Regions from separate parts of the Pan troglodytes genome. Here regions 2 and 3 are each linked to region 1. A link is a contact called in public Hi-C and HiChIP or PLAC-seq data. All regions are on one chromosome and are shown on one strand. The core of a region is the stretch at or near the end of the contact, and the rest is flanking DNA. Distances in the headings are between cores, read along the strand shown.

Region 1 (5,113 bases), core at 1,902-4,401:
CTAGATTCCAGGGACAGGTCCTTTCTACTTACCTTACCGGATGTACCTAAAGCACACACCCAAGCATGGCTCAGACAGCCACCAGCTGGGAGGGGATCAAGCTTTCCTTAGAGATGGCTGTATCCACTCTCCCTTCACTCTGCAGAAAAAAATGTGGCTTCTACAAGGTTACAGAGTGAGGAATGAGCTAAGAACCAGGGCCTCCTGGCTTCTAAAAGGGTTCAGTTTCTACCACACTGCACTGAGGGTCAAAACTCTAAGTCAGGGGACAGGGTAGCTGGCAAGTCAGTTCCAGCAGGAACTGGTCACGGCTTTGACCATTATCTATTTTGGTAAATAGACCTTGGTATTCTTGCTGGAGTTCACAGGCCATAAAGTCCAGTTGGGAACCCCCAGGAACTTCTTAGGCAAGACCTCGCCAAATACACTGGACTCAGAACATTCCCCGCTCATGAACCTTCCATAACTCTCCACTGCCTACAGAAGAAATTCCAACACCCTCACCTACCCCACCCCTGACTGGCATCCAGGCCCCACTCCATCTGCTCTCATCTAATTCCAAAGACCTTATCCTCCAACCAAGCTGGCTGCTCTGCTAGCCCCTGCACACACCATGGTGCCCCGAAACTCTGTTATTTCCATTCCCTGAAGCCTTTGCATGGAATATAATCCAACTCTCACACATTTATTGAGCACCTACTAAGTTCCAGACACTGTGGTGGGCAAATGACGTCTAAGTATTCGGGAAAGTTGCTAGCATAACCTGAAAAAACAAAAGAGAAGATACATTTCCTGCTCTCATGGGGCTCAAAAGGTCACTCTCCTTTTCGTTTCTACTTCATCCTTCAGAACTCAAGTTCGAATTTCCCATCCTCTGGGGTCTCCAATACTCCAGAAAGGCTTTCCTGACCCTACTGGCCCTCTGATCCCCCAACAACACATAGCTCCACTCACCAGCCCTACATTCCAACTGCCTGCACTGTCCCCTTGACTGATTTTGTGTTAAGTTAGGACTTCCCACACACCTAGCCTAAAACTAGACGCACAGTGGGTACCCCCAAAAATGCTGGAAGTTACAGGATTACAACATGCCTAAGCTCGATGCCCTTAGTGTCTATTTCAAAACCCTCATTTTGTAGATGAGGAAACAGAGGACCAGTGAGGAGAAGCAAAAGTCCAAATTCACAATGAGAGTTAGACACAGAACCAAAACAAGATCCCCAGTGTTGTCTCTCCCAGACCAAAGTCCTTCCTTTACAATTGGCCACATCAAACGAATCAAAGTCAAGGCACTCCCTACTCCCCAACTCTTGCTCCAAATTCTCAGAGCTTGGGGTGCATGGAATCTATGGACACCATGCCTCAGTCTTTCTTCTTGAGGAACAACTAAGAACCTGAATGGCTGGACTCACATAGGTCATAAGTCTGGCTCTCTGTCCACTCTCTCAGCTGCTGCTTAGCTCCACGGATCCAAATGAGATGCTAATCGGGATCAGCCAGTCCCCCAGCAGTTGCCCTTGGGCCTCCAGGAATCCACCTTCCTTCTCCTGCCAACTATCCCACATGGCAAGATCACCTCACAGCATGTGAGACCAGACACAGCAAAATCCTGAGACTGACAGACTCAGGCCGCTGAACTCCAAAAAGAGTCAAAATAACAGTACTGTAAAAATGTTGGGAAACTATCCTTCACTATATAAATAAAGAAATTGGTCAGACGCGGTGGCTCACGCCTGTAATCCCAGTACTTTGGGAGGCCGAGGCGGGTGGATCAGGAGGTCAAGAGATCGAGACCATCCTGACCAACAACTAAAAATACAAAAATTAGCTGGGTGTGATGGCCCGCACCTGTAGTCCCAGCTACTTGGGAGGCTAAGGCAGGAGAATAGCTTGAACCCGGGAGGCGGAGGTTGCAGTGGGCCGAGATTGCGCCACTGCACTCCAGCTTGGCGATAGAGCAAGACTCCATCTCAGAAATAAATAAATAAATAAATAAATAAATAAATAAATAAATAAATAAATAGATAGATAGATAGATAGATAGATAGATAGAGGTCAAGCTGGCATTAGAACCGAGTCAGGTTGTTCCTGACTCTGGCACCTTTGGTGGCGGGGGGTAGGGGGGAGCGGTTTGGCAACTTCTCTAAACCATCTGGCGGTTGCCCTTAAAACACCCCATAATTTCCGTTTCCTGGAGATCTCAGGAAAGAGGAATTGGACCAGGCAGAATATGAGAAACATAAGGGGTCCATGCTATAATATTAGATGTTTAGTCCAATATCCCCATTGTACAGATGGATAAAATGATGCCCAGAGAGAGGAAGCGGATCTATGATACGAGATTATACAACTCCGAGGTGATGAGATCTCTAGGGCAACACCCTGCCCCTGTAACCAGATGATGTCTGAGTCCCTCCAAGACTTAGGTTCTAAGGATCTAAACCTATAAGTACCTCCCACCCTCCTAAGATACGAAGTTAGGACAATCTTCCCGCCTCTCCCTTCCTCAAACCCAGATCTCATAATCACCCTTGTTGGACGGACTCTTGCTGTAGCAATGAACCACCAGCGCTGCGGCCAGGGCGCACATGCCCAGTCCGGCCCTGCTGGGGACCCCGTTCCAGCTGTCCTGTCCTGGGAGTGTTTCTTCGGGGCCAGGAAGGCTTCCCCAAGTGGCAGCCGCGAGGCATTTGGTATCGAAGCGTCCTCCCTGGCGCCCCCCGGTGGCTGCCCCACGTCCGGAGAACAAGGCCGTTGATGTTCCAGGGCGCCCCCCGGTGGCTACCCTCAGCCACTGCGGCTCCCCGAAACTCCCAGTAGTCACATTCCGGCCGGAAGCACCTCCATGGCCCCGGAGCGTTGGGGACCTGAGCAGCCGGAGGAGTAGCCGTGGCGCCAGTGCTTTTCTCCTCAACACCAGGGACCCCAGCATCTTGACAGCTGCTTCGATAACCCCGTGGTGCCGGCCCCTGTGCTGACCACGTCCAACATGGCTGCCGCGGCGCGTTCGAAGACGCCGCGAACAGGGTGGAGTTGCGCACTACCTCACGGGAGAGGTAGTCCACAGCCCTAAGCCTTTCCCCAGCTGGAGAATAAATAAACTACGTTTCCCAGAAGGCTGTGGGATTGCGTCACAATGACTGCGGGATTATAGGAGCCCGAGGCATATTGGGAAATAGAGTTCGGGTCAAGGGGCGTGGCGATTAGAGTTAAAGATTAGAATCCCAAGACTTCTTTCCTAGTTTAGTTGAAGCACACGACACACTTTTTTTTTTTTTTTTTTTTTTTGAGACGGAGTCTCGCTCTGTCTCACAGGCCGGAGTGCCGTGGCGCGATCTCGGCTCACTGCAACCTTCGTCTCTTGTGTTCAAGCAATTCTCCTACCTCAGTCTCCCGAGTAGCTGGGATTACAGACGCCCGCCACCATGCCCAGCTAATTTTTTTATTTTTAGTGGAAACGGGGTTTCCCCACGTTGGCCAGGCTGGTCTCTAACTCCTGACCTCAGGCGATCCGCCCGCCTCGGCCTCCCAAAATGCTGGGGTTACAAGCGTGAGCCACCGCGCCCGGCCCACAATTTTTGACTGGTGTAAATTACCCAAGAATCTTCAGCAGAGGCATATTATGAAACTTATGCTTATTTAGTTTAGCCTATCTCTTTTTTCAGCCTGGGCGGCCTTTCAAAAAGATGTTTAGGGTAACTACTGCACCTGAGATAGGAATACATTTTATTTGAAGAGTTGACTTCCGGTCTTTTTTTTTTTTTTTGAGACAGAGTCTCACTCTGCCGCCCAAACTGGAGTGCAGTGGCGCCATCTCGGCTCACTGCAACCTCCGTCTCCCTGGTCCAAGCGATTTTCCCACCTCAGCCTACCGAGTAGCTGGGATTACAGGCACGCACCACCACGCTTGGCTAATTTTTGTATTTTTAGTAGTAGAGACGGGGTTTCACCATGTTGGCCAGGCTGGTCTCCAACTCCTGACCTCAAGCGACCCACCTGCCTCAGCCTCCCTAAGTACTGGGATTACTGGCGTGAGCCACTGCGCCTGGCCCTGATTGTGTTATTTTTAAAGGGCTTTCAAGTGGGTCATCTCATCTGATCCTCATGGCAGCTGTGTGTGAGAAGCTGGGCAAGAACTGTTATTCCCGTCTACAGCGAAGGGAATTGAGGCTCAAAGGTGAAAAGATTTGCCAGTAAATCACCTGGAGTAAAGTAATGCTCAGGTCTTCTGATTTTGAGCATATAGTTTCCATTAACACCTGCACTCCCATCCCGCCCCCTCTTTTCCAAACTGAACCCATAGGTAGGCAAAGGAGGAAGTTCTTCTTTGTGCCAGTTCTGTTTCTTCCAAGTCTTGTAGGTCTGCTCAGACTTCACATGATCAGAGTCTTCCCTGACCATTCTGGTTAAAATAGTAATCCTACGCACCCCATCCTAATTTTCCTTCACAGCATTTATCACCATCTGACATACTACATTTTTATTGTCTTTCTCCACTACAGCATGAGCCCCATGAGACAAGGACTTTGTTTTTTCACTTTTATATCACTAGCACTCAGAACAATGTCTGGAACAAAAGAGGCACTCAGTTTTTTTATTTTTATGTATTTATTTATTTATTGAAGCAGAGTCTTGCTCTGTCGCCCAGGCTGCAGTGCAGTGGCACGATCTCAGCTCACTGCAAGCTCAGCCTCCTGGGTTCACGCCATTCTTCTGCCTCAGCCTCCCGAGTAGCTGGGACTACAGGCTCCCGCCACCATGCTCGGCTAATTTTTTTGTATTTTTAGTAGAGACGGGGTTTCACTGTATTAGTCAGGATGGTCTCGATCTCCTGACCTCGTGATCCACCTGCCTCGGCCTCCTAAAGTGCTGGGATTACAGGTGTGAGCCACCGCGCCCGGCCTGAGGCACTCAAATATTTTTTTCAGTGAATGGATTACTCTCACCTTATTAGTGTTGGAGAGTACTTGAGCTTTGGCATTCAGGCAGACGTGGATTTTAATTTTGACTCTTGCATTTATATGGGTGACCTTGGACAAACTCCCTTTACCTCTCTGGTAGTTAATTACTCATTGTTGAAGATATCAATTCCTGCCTTCAAGATGATTGCTTG
Region 2 (5,113 bases), core at 815-3,314, 410 kb before region 1:
AGTGGGGCTATGAGATGTAGGGCTCCTTACTCCTATGGCCTCTTTCCCCTGCCTTACAATTTTCCATCTGAAGTCAGTTCTATCCTGGGTCAATCCAAGGGCTACAGGGATAATGGAAGAAGAAAGCAGCCTCGGAATTCACAGCAACTCTGGGTCATGATGTTGCACTCTCCCAACCACTCACCAACTCTCAGCACCACAGAGGAAGAGCCCAGAGATGCCAGGTCACTTTAGAATCCTGTTCCAACTGAGGTCACAGAGGAAACCTATAGCTGAGTCAGAAGAGGACAACTAGGGATACGTGACTCTTACACTGCCCGAGGGTCTGGGCTCAATTACTATCACCTAACTTTATCTAAATATAGCCTCACCTTTCCTATAATTCTCTAGGGGTGGAGATGGCAGCTAGCTCCCCATGTCAAAGACGAGGACTGTGTGGTCTAAGGCTGGACAAGGGGAGGGGAACTGAAAAGCACTGTACTAGAAGCTTTGCATGTGTTCTTATTTAATCCACCCATCCACTTGAAGAGCAGTTATCATCTCCATATTACAGATAGGGAACCTATGTCCAGAAAGGTCACACAAGCAGTGAGGGGGGTCAAGATCAACCTTAATGTGCCTCTGCCCCTACACCTATCGCCTAAGCAATTAATTCAAAGTTATCTGGGAAAAACAGTTTTTCTTGCAAGGGAAAGAGACTCATTCTCTCTCTTCTGTCTCCTTGAAGTTGGGGGAAACAGAAACTTAAGGTGCTCAAAGAGTTCAAAGTGACAGGTCCCAAAAAGTAACCTTCTGGCTCCACCTAGATCTCCAAGAAGGGCTCTGGGACTGAAGGGACACTCTTCTTACACCAACTGATGAAGGCATCACAAGACCCAGGGGATCTGAACCAGCTGTTTTCATCTTTGTGTTAAAGAGTGGGGAGCCTTGAAATTTTTCTCCTCCAGACACCCATGAACTAGTTCCTCTGGACTCTCCAATCCCACGAGCTGAGGAAGCAGCTTCTTCATAGCTGGATAAGAAAGGTGCTTACTCTGCAGAAAACTGCACACAAAGTCCAGTCTCTCTGACACCGGCTGCTTCAAGATTTGCTGTCCCTCTTCAGTGCCATGGCTAGAAAAAGAGCAAGTATTAGGAACAGAGTATTCAGCAATCTTTGCCTCCTTGCTGCTGCATTTCATACTACCTCCCCATTCCTTCCAGTCTTGATCTCTGCTGGATCTGGAAGAGATCCAGATCAGATCCTGGAGGCAGGTGACAGATACCAGGACACCATTTATCCAGATGGAACTGTGTGGTGGGTGGGAAGAGGGGACTTGAGGCATGGGGTTCTTCTGGAAAAGATGGCACTCTGCCATCCTATTTGCAAACATAAAAAAGCTCTGTGGAAAGGGGCCGAGAGGAGATGGAGGCAGCACAGATGAACGGGAAGCTATATTACACCATCTGGAATGGCTCAACTCTAAACTGTCAGGAAGCCTGGAGAACACACCTAGGTTAAGAGTGAGAGAAGACCATGGGGAGGGAAAAACATCCAAGAACTGAAAGAACAGGAGGAAACAAGGCTCTGAAGTGACAGGGTGAAGTTCCCCCACTAGGCTGAAGGCTGAGATGGCAAAAGCCTCCCAGAGGAGGATCCCAGGGACTAGAGTGTTGTTTGTTTGTTTGTTTGTTTGTTTGTTTGTTTGAGACAGAATCTCGCTCTGTTGCCCAGGCTGGAGTGCAGTGGCACGATCTCGGCTCACTATAACCTCTGACTCCTGGGTTCAAGCAATCCTCCTGCCTCAGCCTCCCAAGTAGCTGGGATTACAGGCATGGACCACCACGCCCGGCTAATTTTTGTATTTTTAGTAGAGATGGGGTTTCGCCATGTTGGCCAGGCTGGTCTCAAACTCCTGACCTCCACCCACCTCAGCCTCTCAAAGTGCTGGGATTACAGGCTGGAGCCACTGCGCCCAGCTAGGACTAGTATTCTTGATTAGTGGTTCTTGTCTGTACTTGCTTAACTGGAAGAGCGGGCAGTGTGAAGAGAGCCATGAGGACAGGGAGACAGCAGGGGGAGCTCTCACACAGCCCAGGAGGATGAGGCAGGAGAACTGCTTCAACCCAAGCGACAGAGATTACAGTGAGCTGAGATCATGCCACTGCACTCCAGCCTGGGCGACCCAGCGAGATTCTGTCTCCAAAAAAAAAAAGAATACTAGTCCCTGGGATCCTGCTCTGGGAGGCTTTTGCCATCTCAGCCTTCAACCTAGTGGGGGAACTTCGCTGGATCCCCTAGCTAACTGCAGTTCCATTTTCAGAAGCAGCAGGTGAAATACCACTTCAAGTTAGAAAGCTGAATTCTCTAGGCTACAGTGGGAGATCCTGATTAGTGGGCCCCTTGCTTCTCAGAATCTAAACTCCTAGTTCTTAGCGAACTTTCTGGAGGGCAGGGCAGGCCCAGAACCTTCCAATGCCAGAGACATCCTGCAAGCATAAGCATCATCCAAGCCAAGACTATGAGTGTACCTCCCCCCATACCCCATGTGATTACACAGGCTTCTTCCAAATGAATCCCCCCCAGAGGCACTCTGTCTGGATAGTTGGTCTGAGATCAGAGACTCCTACAAAGTCTTGAGGAGATGCTAATCTCTTACAGACTCCCAAATGAGCCATTTTCCCTACCCACCCACAATCTGGAATGTTGTGACTCCTTGGCTTAGTGTAGAGCAATATTTACCTCTGAGTATTCCATTAACTAAAATAAAAAGAGGTTCTCAGGTGAAATGTTTAAGAAATGCTGGGTTAAACTGAACATTTTTTATAGAAGAAGATACAACATGCATTATTTCCTAAACCTATTTGACCACAAAACCCTTTTCCCCCACCCCCCACAAAGCCTGGTTTAAGTAAAGCTGCATGGAGCATACTTTGGACAACAGTAGTCCTAGAGAAATCCAGCCCATCCTTTAAGACTGTGTTGAAGTCTCATCTCTGTCAGGAAGCCATCCACAACTCCTGCCAGTCATGCCTCGGCTGTCCTCCAGGTCTTCCTGCAGCACTCATGAATGCAACTGCACCATTTACAACTGCCCACTCCAACTGCACTAGCTGAAAGCCAGGAATAAAGTAGGTGCTCAATACATATGGGCTGACTGACAACTGAGGGATGCTTTTTACTGAGAAGAGCAGAAATAAAAGTCAGCAAGACAAAAATGTCAGAACTGTAAGTTTTCTGGCAAAATGCCTCCACTATACTCTGTTATTCAAGCTTCACAACTATCAAACAGACGGGACAGCCTTTTTTGCTTTAGACTATTCACGCACAGAAGAACCGAAAGGGAAACTTGTCAGAGGGGTTGATCCCAGTTAATTTTCCCAGAGAGAAGGCTAAGTGGCCAAGCAATTAAACCCTCAACTCCCACAGCTTATTTTTTTTTTTAATTTTTTAAAGAATTATTTTTCTCAGGGTGCCCCTTGTCCAGTGTGCAGACAGGAGCCACCCAACTCCCACAGCTTCTATCTACCCTCCAACCTTGCCATCCTCTGCTGCCTTCTGCTGAGAACTAGGCTGCTGATTTAGGTTGGCACCAGTAGCGGTATCAGAAATGTAAGAGCCAGAACATATTAACTAAGAACCTCCATTTCCCAAAAGGAAGCTGGTCTGCATTGTCCTGGATCTGAGATGGAGATTAGCATTAACCTGGGATTTCAATATCGCCTACCTCCAAGCCCCACTTCTACTGCAGCCTAGGTTCAGGCAACACCCTAGAAGACAACTTGCAAATGAGCATCTTGAATTTTTGGCCCTTCCTATGAAAATTTCCTACCAGGTTATAAACCTACAGTGGCTAACCCAAGGACAACACACATCCTTACTCTTGGGCACATCTACTGCTCTTGTCACCAGGCCAAGGAAATTTCTCTCTTCAAAAGCAGAAGTTCCTTGATCTATTTTGAAGTCAAAAAAGCATGCTGCCCCATATTGTGTGTTACAATACAAGGCATATTATACCTGGCTGCTTCACTTTTAGTGAGGTTAAAATTAAACAGAGAGTTAGGTATTGCCAGACTAATGGTTTTACCACCCATTAATGTCAGGTGCCTGGATCTATCACTTCCTTAGGGTTTGCAAAATAATGATTTTCAACAGAAGTTGCAAAATGCTGACTTACAGGTGGTACACAACCCCAACTATGAAGTATCCTTGACAAAAAAAAAAAGTGAATCAAGCTTAGATCTAATTATCAGTATATAGGCAACAAGGGGAATAGTGGAACAAGTTAAGCCGTACCATAATAATGCAATTAACAAAATCCAGGATATAAGGATTTCTATAAGATTAAAAAAAAAAACGAGGTGGTGTCGAGTGGGGAGAGAAAAAAGCAGGAAACAAAACTGGTGAGAGGAAATGACCCCCTGATGAAAGATCTTAAACACCAGGCTGAAGATTTTAGATTTCTACCTATTAGAAATGAATATTCACTGAGGTTTGATGAAGAGTCACTGAAGTGTCACAAAGAAAACAAGATTTGAGAAAGATTCTTGAGACCTCGTGCATAGGAATGAACTGCAATAAGGGCAGATTAGAGAAGAACTAGGCCATGAGGGCCTAGTATCCAGAATGAGGCAGAGGGAGGGACGCTGGATATAAGCAGAGAGGATGATGACCAATTAGAGATCAGCGCCAAGGAGACAGAGAAGTCAAGATGATGTTGAAATGTCCTGCCTGGGTAACTGGGAGAGAAAATGGTAGTGTCTGGACCAAAATAAGAATAGTGACTTCTTTTAGAGGTACTAAGGCAGGTCCTGGTTAGAGCCATATGGAGTATTAAAAAATCCTGTAAGATAACCCACGATCAACACACACTTCAAATAAAAAACCACTTTAGCAGCAGACCCATCTGTCCTGGGCCACTTGGCCCCACTAGACCTTGCTGATAGAGAATACCAACTCATCTCTTCACTCAACAAACATTAACTAAAACCTAATCAATGTAGCATCCTAAGCTAGGTAGGGAGGACCCCAAGATGAATCAGACACAGTTCTGGCCTTTGATAAGCTTAATTCTACCTTCTTTCCCTATCAATGAGCTGTTACCTATGAATAGGTAGCTAAAGTGCTTGCTTC
Region 3 (5,113 bases), core at 1,495-3,994, 330 kb before region 1:
GCCTATCTCAGTTCCTCAGTCTTTCCTGCTGCAGGCTGCAGCTCCCCTGCCCACAACTCCACAACTCTCCTTGTAGAGGGCTACTTCCTCCTGCCCTGCTTAGGGAGGCCCAGCCTTTTCACCTTACTCTTCTTTCTCAAGGCTAGGTTGCCCAAGTGTCCTCAGGCAATTTGATCCAGTTCCCAACAGCAAGAGACAGAAGCTGTGGGCTTTGCCCCATCACCTCTATAAACTCCCAGACACCCTTCCTCCCTAAATACATAGGCTCAGTATTAAAGAGCTAAAAAGACAAAATGTTTGCCAAAGATAAAACTATGTATTTCTAAGGAAAGCTGGCTCCATAATGAGGTCCAAGTTAGCTTCCTATGTGTCTGTCCTCCCAGCTCCACTTCAGACAGATCTTCCTGCAGGACAGGGTAGTCTCTTCCCTATCAGGGGTTCTTCAAGAAGAAGGTTGGCTGATCACTTCTCAGCCTTCAGCTAAGATCAAGTGAACAACAAGGTTATTTTCTTGAAACCCAGACTTAAAGAAGAGGCCATGCTACCTACTTCAGAGCAGACAAACATCACCCCACTCCCAAAGTGCGAGTGGAGCATGGGTTAGGTTTGTCACATCAAGGTTTGTCTCTGCATTAGTGTAACCCAAGAGGCAGGGTTTCACTGTCTACCTTAGCACAGACATAGCAGCCTGCCCGTGACTGGCCACCTGGTCTAGGGGCATGGCTGAGACAGCTTGGCCCCATGGATAAAGTACATGGCCTAGCGTCAGAACACCTGGGCATTAGCACTTCTCAGCTTGGCCAAATCACTTAGCTTCTCTGAACTTCTTCCTCACCTTTAAATAGACATAACCCACACTAATATGACGGATGTCTGGCAAGAGTCAAATTAGATAACTGTGAAGGCCCTTTGTAAACTGTAACGTGTTGTATATTTTTTATTATGATAAAGAGACAGAGATGAGAGTCGGAGAGGGGCCTGCCCAAGAACTCAAAGAGGGACTGTGGGATGGTGGATGGTTATGGCCCTTGCTACATGAGGCCTCAAATCACCCAGCAGTGATTAAGCACCTTCTCTGGGTGTTAGGAACAGAAATGAGAGCCCCCCAAGGAGAAGGTAGAGATTCAGGAGAGCAGCAGGCCCAGCTCTCCCTTCCAAGTAGAAGCTTGTATCCTTTCTCATACGGCATTAATCCTTCTTGACTCATTCCCTGCAAGAGTCCATATTATGCTTTAAGGGACAATTTCCCACTAGGCCACAGCTCTCCCAGTAGGCAGGGTTATTGTTGTCTCTTTCTCAAAAAGGTGGAAGTGAAGTGAGAGGTATTAGGCACGACACATGCCTAACACAGGGCAAAGGAAATATGTGTTCATTGGGTGTATGGAGAATTGAGAACCAGAAGCCACCCTTGCTTCCCATACAAACGACATTTTCCTAGGCTTAAACTCTTAATCCAAAATACGTTCACTGAAGAACGAACTACTTCCCAAGTACCAGTGATATAATCTATTTTTGTGACCATCTTCCCCATTAGACCGTGAGCTACCTGAAACCTTTCTACTCTCTGAGGTCTACTATATGTTCAAATGTAGAATCCGGGCTTAGAGACGATCAAAAAAAGAGAGTAGACAGCAACTTGAGACTTCATCCTTGAATGTCAGGCCAGGCAGGGCAGGGATTAGAGTGTGGGGAGAAGTGAGAATGCACTAAGAGGAAGAGGGAGAATTTAAAACTGTACAGGTCTCCCCAGCCTAACCCTTTCTCCAAAGGGATCAGATCTACAGCCAAATTCTCAGAATAGGCATGTCTCCAGCTAAAGGAACCCTCAGGCCCCAGGCAGACTGCACTGAGGCAAGCCAAACTCAGAACCAAATGAACTTCCCGCTCCATTTCTCTTTTCCCACAATCTAGCCAAAGCTAAATCCTCTTTGTTGCTTCCCAATTTCCCACATGTCCCGATGTCCTCACTGTATCGATTAAATCCTTCATTGGCCAATTCAAAGGCCACCAAGTTCCAGAGTCGTCCTCTGGCCCTAGACTAGCAGCGACCTTCCTTCTGCAACCCCAGGGACTAAGACGATACACGAATTCCTGATTCATCTCAGGAAAGACTAACTCAGGGCGTCAGCTTACCCACCCCTAAAATGGATTCGCAAAGCCCACTAATACACAGAAGACACAGGAAGCTGGGGAAGGGAGTGTTTCCCGGGGACCTAGAATGAGGATCCTTGAATCTGAAAAGTTTTGAAGGTAGGAGCAAACGGAAGTGGTGGGAGCGAGCCGGACAGGCGGCTGCCTGCACACCCCGAGGCGGGGACTGTGTAGAAATCTGGGGCTTTAACAGGGGTAGGAGCCCGGCTTGGCGTCTCCTCTGTAATCTGTCCCCTCCAGGCCTCCGTATTCAGTGAGCCCTGCAGTCCGCCTGCCCGTCCTCCGCAGGTTACTTTCTGGGCCCCATGCCCCAGTGTCTTAGCCCTCATTCCCGAGCCCCGCCTGCCGCGGCCGCACCTGGTCCGAGTCCTCGTTCTCGCTGCTGTAGCAGCACCCCATGGCCGGGGTCGGGCCGGGCGCTCAGGCCGCGCCGAGGAGGGACGGCGTCCGTCAGGAGCCCTTCCGGTCACATGACCCGCGGCGGCCTCCCGCAGGCAACCACCCGCCCCCACCCCCCGTATCCCCTGTCCCGGAGCCGCTTGGCCGCCTCAGTCAATACCCCGGCTTCCGGTCCCGCCCGCTAGCGCGTGATCGTTGTCAACCAATGGGAAGGCGTAACCGGACACGCAAGCACGTGATGCGGGGAAAGGGCGGGGCGGATCACATGACTTCATCTTTCCAGTCTCTAAACTGGCAGTAGTGGCCGTCGTGAATTGTGTTATGCGTTCTCGTGGCCACTAGGCCACTTTTCTGGGCCATTGAGCGAACTCGTACCAAATGCCCTCGTATGCCCTTGTGATATACTCTTCTAAATGACATGCGAGGGGCGACTGGGATCCAGGCCTGATGCTCCAGATCGTACGGTCTGGGTGCACACACAGAGGATCCAGATGACCAGTACCTAGTCGGGGAACACAGAGGGTGTATCGCCCAGCTGGGCTGGGGGTGAATACACAGAGGGTGTATTCTCCACCTGGGCTGGGGATCTGCGACTTACAGGAAGAAGGGACCTTATACTACCCTCACATGCTGACGCGCAGCAGAGATAAATCCTGGTAGAGGAGATAGAAGCCACCTCACTGACCTCTCTGCTTTCAGGCTTTTATCTTTAATTCTGCCTTTTTTAACAGCACCCATTGTAATCGAACGCACAAAGCTGACCATCAGTTCTCTTTTCCTAACCCCCGCTCCATGTCTTCCCTTGGGCCCTGAACACAGGTCCAAGTCCGTCCATTTGTTGTTCATGAGCGTGTGATTGGGTGTTCACCAGCATGTGTCAAATGTGCCACCCTCAAATCTTGTTTTGGCACATTACCTGTCTGGCATAACAAAGTCATGCAGAGCCTGACACCTCTCCCACTGCATGTTCTGGGGTGAAGGGTGGAGGGGTGAGCAATGTGTTTCACTGGACATAGAGAAATAATGTAGTTTCCTGATTGATCTACTGGACTTTGCACATGCAGCCTGGTCTGCCTACTGTCTTCGAGACTCAGTACAATGTCCTCCTGATTACCTTCTCTGACTCCATTCTCTGGACATGCCCAGCTCGCTATGCTTAATCCTCATCCAGTGTTAATTCATGCATTTATTGAATCAACAAATATTTGCTGAGCGTCTACTATGTGCCACACATTGTTATATCTGGATATGCAGCAGTTCACAAAACAGCCAAAGTCCCTGTAGTCATGGAACATCCAATAGTGATCACACTATATTGTATTCTCTGTTCCTGGGTCAGTCTCACCTACCAAACTTGGGAGTTCCTGGAGCACAGTGACAGGTTCTGACTCTTACCTGTAGCCCAAGGCATGGCCTTGCTTACAGAAAACTTGCATATCAATGAGTATGTTACAGTCACCCCATCACCTTGGCTCACCCCATGCCCCATCTTCTGATCCAAGGTATTGGAGAAGTCACCAGATCTCATACCTCTTATAACCCCTCAAATCAAGACCCTGAGGTTCTGTAAATCTTGAGGTTCCTGAAGGGTAGGAGGCAGCTCAAGCTCGTCCCTGGGGCTGGTAACTTGAACTGCAGGTCTCAGGTGACAGCAGCAGCCTCAGCATGAATAATTGAAAGCCATTCCAGCCTCCTGCCTCAGGGTTATCCCCCACAGCAGGCCCTGGACTCCCCCACCTGTCCTGTGCTCTGGTCCTCCAGCCCAGGTAAGCAGGGCCCTGGATTGTGGGTTCCCAAGCACACCAGTTCAAGCCCACCGCATCACTCACCTATTCACACCCATCCATACACTCTTTCATTTTTACTCCCCGCCATCACCAGGGGCCTTGCAAGAAGGCCGGCAAGGAGGTCAGATCTGGATGAGGAAGAGAATGGTCCAGGACATGGGAGGAGAGGCCCATTCCCCATAGGTCCCTGGAGAGAAGAGCTGAGTAGAGGGAAAATGTGTGCTGTGTGTTATGTGTATGTACACATTTGTGAAGGGAATTCTGAGACAGCACAGGAGAAGAGGGGAATACAGCGGAGAGGAGATGGGGCTGGAGAATTATTAAAGAATCAAAGACTCCTCCCATCCTCAGGGAAGAGCAGGCAGAGGGAGAGTCCTGGGGTGGGAAAGAGGACATCTCACTCTAACACCCTATGGGGTATTTTGATTGCATTTTACTGAGGCAGGGCACAGTGATAGTGAAGGTGTTTTTGACTGCAAATCTATGCTCTTTTGCTACACAGCAGTGGTCAGAGGAGACCAGGCAGGCAGAGGGTAGGGTTGGGGGAAGATATCCCAGAGGTGAATTAGTGAAAGGGGTCCTGAAGAAGGGGTGACTTCAAGGATAAAGAGAAACAAGTCAGGGGAACAATGTGAAGATGGGACCAGGGGTTGGGACCGGGAAGAGGTGGTTTGGGGCTGGGTGCTGAAAGTAGACAGTATAGAGTCCTTGAAAGTACACAGGCTTGGAATCACAGTAACCTGGATTCAAATCCCAGTTCTGCTCTGTGACTCTGG

Evidence for each region. A called contact is a pair of places that touch in the nucleus more often than the background predicts. HiChIP or PLAC-seq counts read pairs in DNA pulled down with a chosen protein or histone mark.
Region 2: a contact with region 1 is called in a Hi-C map of stem cell-derived neural progenitor cells, with 5 times the contacts expected there. The contact joins the enhancer-like site here to the promoter of CLPB in region 1. A contact is called at or near these places in 1 of 7 Hi-C or Micro-C datasets (stem cell-derived neural progenitor cells), 1 of 1 datasets of contacts at active chromatin or transcription factors (stem cell-derived excitatory neurons) and 1 of 1 other capture datasets (stem cell-derived neural stem cells).
Region 3: a contact with region 1 is called in an H3K4me3 HiChIP or PLAC-seq map of stem cell-derived excitatory neurons, with 13 times the contacts expected there. The contact joins the promoter of LAMTOR1 here to the promoter of CLPB in region 1. A contact is called at or near these places in 1 of 7 Hi-C or Micro-C datasets (stem cell-derived neural progenitor cells) and 1 of 1 datasets of contacts at active chromatin or transcription factors (stem cell-derived excitatory neurons).

What each region holds. Positions count from the first base shown.
Region 1 is chr9:74,468,199-74,473,311 of NHGRI_mPanTro3-v2.0_pri, forward strand. It overlaps CLPB (ClpB family mitochondrial disaggregase), which reads right to left and starts at 3,152. Exons shown (of 16, transcript XM_003951966.6): 1 at 2,530-3,152. The coding sequence starts at 2,932.
Region 2 is chr9:74,058,832-74,063,944 of NHGRI_mPanTro3-v2.0_pri, forward strand. It overlaps NUMA1 (nuclear mitotic apparatus protein 1), which reads right to left. Exons shown (of 27, transcript XM_063784268.1): 6 at 1,034-1,113. Among named protein-coding and RNA genes, the nearest start is that of IL18BP, 28 kb to the left of the region's middle. Within about 2 kb of position 2,065, at least 6 of the 24 cell types and tissues checked have an H3K27ac peak or open chromatin away from gene starts, as enhancers often do. A contact at or near this core is called in stem cell-derived neural progenitor cells and stem cell-derived neural stem cells, where this site is marked.
Region 3 is chr9:74,136,032-74,141,144 of NHGRI_mPanTro3-v2.0_pri, forward strand. LAMTOR1 (late endosomal/lysosomal adaptor, MAPK and MTOR activator 1) reads right to left here and starts at 2,745. Exons shown (of 5, transcript XM_508619.6): 1 at 2,509-2,745. The coding sequence starts at 2,550. LRTOMT (leucine rich transmembrane and O-methyltransferase domain containing) reads left to right here. Exons shown (of 10, transcript NM_001282075.1): 6 at 4,268-4,316. It also overlaps the pseudogene LOC129139503.